2 separate regions of the Mus musculus genome follow, and region 2 is linked to region 1. The links are chromatin contacts, called in public HiChIP or PLAC-seq maps. All regions are on one chromosome and are shown on one strand. Each heading gives the region's core, a stretch centred on a gene start, on an enhancer-like site or on the middle of the called end of the contact. The rest is flanking DNA. Distances are from core to core; before and after follow the strand shown. Region 1 overlaps Cep112 (centrosomal protein 112). Region 2 overlaps Gm46298 (a long non-coding RNA gene).

Region 1 (2,569 bases), core at 23-2,522:
GGAGATGTTTCTGCTGCTACTACACACTAGAGATTTGTGGTTAACCTTCATCAATATTGTGAGGTCAGTTTCACAGATCAAATCAAATTGACATGAGAGAAGTCTTTGGATGAGTGGACGCCCTGAGCCCTTCCTCTCTTGGATGTGAGCAATGTGCTCACCAGCATTTACTCTCAGCACCACAAGCCTTTCTTTTAAAGTAAACTGATGTCAAATTGTAGTTGAGGCTGCAGTGTTTTCTCCTCTGCACCTCTGTCTCCTCAGAACCCTATGGTGGCCTGTGGTTGTTTAGATTGAGCTCTGGAATGCTTTTAAACATTAATTAGCTTTGACATGACTTGTGCACAAATTAATTATTCAGGCACATATTGTTCTGAGTGCATGAAAAGAAGGAAGCTGTGGTGGAACACATCCTAACTACCACATGTGAACTGTAATGTTACAAGCAATCTGACTATTAAAGAACAAAAGCTGGCAGCAATAGCTGCTCTGCCTTGAGCCAGTCCCACAAAATTAGCATAAATATGTGAGGTAATCAGAAGAGTTTGGGACTTCCTAGCAAAGTGTCCTTATTCTTATCTAGTTCTAAAAGAATGTGAAATAAACTATTCATTTAACCAAGTATAAAAATATGTCTGCTATGCAGTTATCATCATGTGTCATTAATCTGAAAATACTGCAGAAGCTCTGACAAATTAAAAACACAAGGATGTGTCTGCAAGGGTTTCTGCAGCCATTACAAAGCCGCTTCACCTCTTAGGCGAGCTCTTTTATGGCAACTTCTTGCTCAGTGTACTGACATCTTCAAAGGCTTTGACATCTGTCGGCCTTTGAACTACCATTAAAAAATATTATCCCATTTCCATTCTTTTATGCCCATTTTTTTAATTATAGCCCTTCTTTCAAGTTGGGAACATGGTTGGTTTAAATGATGCTGTCCTTTCGTTTTCAGCCACCCAGCTGCGGTTTGAATAAATTGATGTAGAATCAAAGGCGGGACTTTAAAGGAAAAAGGTTTGATGGACTTGGACTCCGAACCAGATGAGGTTTTATGATGAAAAGGGTTTAATCCCAGCACAGGCATCGCTTCTATCAGCTGAACACTACAAAGCAATTCATATATATAGGTTCCCGCGAAATGATCTATTTTTTTTAACAGCACAGATCTCTTCAGGACTTGCAAATGTGGCATTAGCTAATATTCAGAGAGCTGATTCCCTTTCATCCACCAGAAGCTTATGATTATGGTACAGTTCTCGAATTGGAAATGAGAGCTGCAACACAGATTTAAAGCTGTGCTGTCTGATTTGTATTCAATATACATGTCACTGCGGGACAGGCTAGTCTGGGCCAAGCCGGTTCAATACAAGGAAAAACAGTTTCATCATCTGAGATTCTTGGTCGGAAATATCACCAGCTAATTAAAACAGCAGGCCCATGACTATTAGCGAGGTGTTTGGCTGATTGGAATCTCTTACGATTTGACAAGAAGGGTTGGAGACCAAGCTTCTCTGCTGTTTCATAGCCTCCTTGCAGTGTTATTGTGTGCAAGCATATTTCAGGCTAATGAAGTCAAATCGATGAACCCAAACTATTTTTACACTTGATCTTAGCCAAAAGGCCGAGAAGCGATACCCAAACTATTTTTAAAGGGAAAACAAATTTAAAACACTTAACTTTGCATTAAATAGTTTTCCTTATCTGATTATTGATCTGGAAAAGAAGCCATTTGTGACAACAGATTCTAACTTTGTCTATATACTACTGAATAATAAACAGTACCTTGAGCTATACAGCTAAGTAAGTGAGTACTTTAGGAAAATTATAAATGTATAATGTATATTTGAGTCCACTTTAAAGTCAAAACTGATTCTTTTAATGTTCTGGGATAAATAATAATGTATTAACAAATTTTCTCAAGATAATGTGTACCTGTGTTGTATTAGTAATTTGTAATCTATTTCTCAGAATAATATGTTTTTTTCATTTTCTTAGAAGATTTGGTGTTGTTTGATGATACATAACTAATAATTCTGTAGTACTTTTCATGTTCTTAAATAGAACTTCAATTTTAACTATAAATTAAACTATGAACCACAGTTAGAACAAATTCTTAATGAGTATAATGTTAAACTAGCAAAGCATAAACCCTTTGGAAAAACTTGTATTGGTGGAAGTCAATGGGATACCACAGATTCTAGAATTCTTTTTCTTTTCTCCTTCAAAAAAGGAAGGAATAGAACACTTGCGAGCAGACTTAGCAGTGAATACATTTTCTCTAACTCCCGTTCTGCAGACACATGGTGTTCACTGGATCTCTCAGAAGTTAGAGCTCTCATGGTGCAGCCCTCACTGCTTTGCCTTTAGGCCTCTTTAGGTCTGCGTGTCACTCACTGACTACAAGTAGGCCACCTTGCATGACAATTCTTCCCTTGCCTGGGCTGTCTTCCCTGCCCACCACTAACTCCATCCTACTGACTGACTCCTGGGTCTTCCACTGAGGCCCTAAGTTTCCTGCTGTTTCCTCTTTTTCAACTTTCTTTTGTTTTTTTGCCATCAGCTCTGTTAC
Region 2 (2,569 bases), core at 22-2,521, 270 kb after region 1:
CCAGGGTCCATCCACTCCTGCTTGAGGCCAAGCACTGGTGAAAACTTATTAAGAAAATGTCCCTGGCCTTGGGCTGTTACAGCCCGGCAGCAAAGCCACCCGGAGTAGAAGCCTGTCCCTGACGACTCCTCTCATCTCACACAAAGCTTGCCTCTGAAAGCAACATGAAAGATAAGCCCTTTTCTTGGTTTCTAAGGTAAGATTTCGGTTTTGGCCTGCAGCTCTTTCTGGGAAAAAAAAATCTCTTGGTAAATTCAGGTGTAACTCCAACTAGTGATTAAAATCCCCTTTTCCCAACTGCAGAAATATATCCTAGAAACAAACCAAGCCCTCCGAGATGTAAAGGAGGCATTCCCCCCAAAAAATATGGTCAGTGACATTCAACCCACCAAGTCCGCAACCCCTAAAGGGGTCAAGCCCCACCCTACCCCTGAGTCCCCAGCCTCTGCTTGCCCACTGCATGGTCATCCAGACAGCTTGCCACCCAGCCAGGTCCAGCATAAATTGCACACCAGAAGACAGGGTTAGCTCTTCCTGAACCGATAATTAAAAATATTTTGTGTGTCCTATCTTCCTGTGGAGAGGAAAAACCAGCAGCGCATTCTTAGAAGCGTTTTAGAATAACCCAGGGCATTTGCAGACTCTTTAAAAAAAACAGCCCCTCCATAATGGTTCCCCCCCCCCCCTTCTACTGGAAACACCCGCAAGCCTCTTCCTTGGCGGTGTGCGAAGATTAGAAAAGCGCTCTCAAGTGGAAAAGCACACGGGGAAGAGAGATTACGACGATGCCCAGTGTGGGCCGATTTAGGCTTAAGGTGCTTTTTAAATCTTTTCATTTCTACGCAGGACGTTGAGCGTTTGGACTCTTGGCAGGAAAGCAAATGAAACCCTCCGGTCCAACTCAAATTCCCTCCAAGGCCTACACAAATCATATTATAAAGCAGCTTTTATAGATCTGCAATAATTACGCTTAATTCGAAGATGTTTGTTTTCTGTTAAGCTAACCGTTAGCCTTCACGTTAATTGGGAGCAGACACATCCCAGACTCGTGAGCACCTTGACCTAACAGATTATTCGTGAGCATCTCTGTATCGAGTGGGAAATCTTCACAACCCGCGACACCCTCCACCTACCCCACCCCTGCCCCCCCCCACCCCATCCCATCCCCCAACAGTTGTTTTAGCAGTTTACATTTCTAAGGCGTCTCATTGGCTGGGACTGAGCACGTGGGTCTCTCAGCTGGTAAGCCCCTCTCGGTCTCTGTTCCAATCCTCCTATGGATGGGTGCACCCCGTGGTTCACTTTGAGTGGCGTGCCCACATCTGTGACCCCTCTGCTTCCTTTAAATCCAAGAAATGGAGGAGTGACCTAAAAGAAATGAGGGCCGAGGCTTTCAAGGATTACTCTCTCAGAGAAAAAGTTCAGTCCCTGGGAGAAAAAGAGCCCTGGGCCTTTGGAGAAAGTATGAGAAACATTTTGATCTTTTCACATAAACCTCTCTACTTTTCCAAGCCCGCTGCCTTCACCCCACCCCCCTCGCCAGAGCGCTAGCCAGCTGAGTGTGTGGATAAGAAATAAAAGCCCGAGACTGGGTCCATTTGGAAGCAAAACCTCAACAGGATCATTTCCAATCGGATATCCTAAGCCTCAGCCTTGAGGTCTCAAAGCAGTCTGTCCTTCCCGGCGCAGACTAAGGGCCCTGCTTCAAGTAAGTCCCGGGAACAGGAGCCCTCTTCCACAGAGCACTAGAAATCCCAGGCCCCAGAACCCCGGGGGTGGAGGGGGTCGGTGAAGGGGGGGGGGCGCTCTGGGTTCTCAGCTCCAACAGCCAGCAGACCTGGCTAGTCCTGTTTGTCTCACCCCTCCCAAGTCTCCTGGGCTGGACATCTCAGCTCTGTGACAACACTACAGAAGGAGCCTTTGGCTTTGTGGTCAAAAACTTTGTCAGGGCCCAGAGCAGATGGAGAAGGGAGCTTTCCAGATGTTGCGCACAATAAAGAGAGTTTTTATTTTATTCTTTCTTTCTTTTTTTTTTTTTTAAATGAGGATCGGGGGAGTCGTAACAGGGCAAAACGTGAGTTTGGCAGCCCCTCCGCCGGCCGGCCGTGTACTGTGTGTGCGGCAAGGGGGTGCGGGGTGCAGGGTCCGGGTTGGGAGAGGCTCCTGCACCCGCAGCCGGGCGGGCTGTGCCTCGTTACTGAGGTGGCTCCTTGCACCTTCTAACGCCACTGGAAAACTGCAAAAGAAAGGCTCTTCCCCTGGCGTTTTCATCTTCCCCGTGTAGACAAGCATTCCAAATGGGATTAAGTGAAGAGGAGAAATGAAACATTTCCAACGTTAGTTAGAGCGCACACCGTTTTTCTCTCACCCCTCACCCTTCTTCTTCTTCTTCTTCTTCTTCTTCTTCTTCTTCTTCTTCTTCTTCTTCTTCTTCTTCTTCTTCTTCTTCTTCTTCTCCTTCTCCTTCTCCTTCTCCTTCTCCTTCTCCTTCTCCTTCTCCTCCTCCTCCTCCTCCTCCTCCTCCTCCTCCTCCTCCTCCTCCTCCTCCTCCTTCTTCTTTTTTTTTTTT

The links. HiChIP or PLAC-seq counts read pairs in DNA pulled down with a chosen protein or histone mark.
Region 2: an H3K4me3 HiChIP or PLAC-seq map of embryonic limb bud shows a contact between it and region 1, with 4 times the contacts expected there. The contact joins two enhancer-like sites. A contact is called at or near these places in 1 of 484 Hi-C or Micro-C datasets (uterus), 2 of 115 datasets of contacts at active chromatin or transcription factors (embryonic limb bud and forebrain) and 1 of 9 other capture datasets (adipose tissue).

What each region holds. Positions count from the first base shown.
Region 1 is chr11:108,620,354-108,622,922 of GRCm38.p6, forward strand. The region is part of intron 20 of Cep112 (centrosomal protein 112); the gene reads left to right. Among named protein-coding and RNA genes, the nearest start is that of Gm51924, 51 kb to the left of the region's middle. Within about 2 kb of position 1,273, at least 23 of the 459 cell types and tissues checked have an H3K27ac peak or open chromatin away from gene starts, as enhancers often do. A contact at or near this core is called in embryonic limb bud and uterus, where this site is marked.
Region 2 is chr11:108,889,935-108,892,503 of GRCm38.p6, forward strand. The region is part of intron 2 of Gm46298 (a long non-coding RNA gene); the gene reads right to left. Among named protein-coding and RNA genes, the nearest start is that of Gm46298, 20 kb to the right of the region's middle. Within about 2 kb of position 1,272, at least 103 of the 459 cell types and tissues checked have an H3K27ac peak or open chromatin away from gene starts, as enhancers often do. A contact at or near this core is called in embryonic limb bud and uterus, where this site is marked.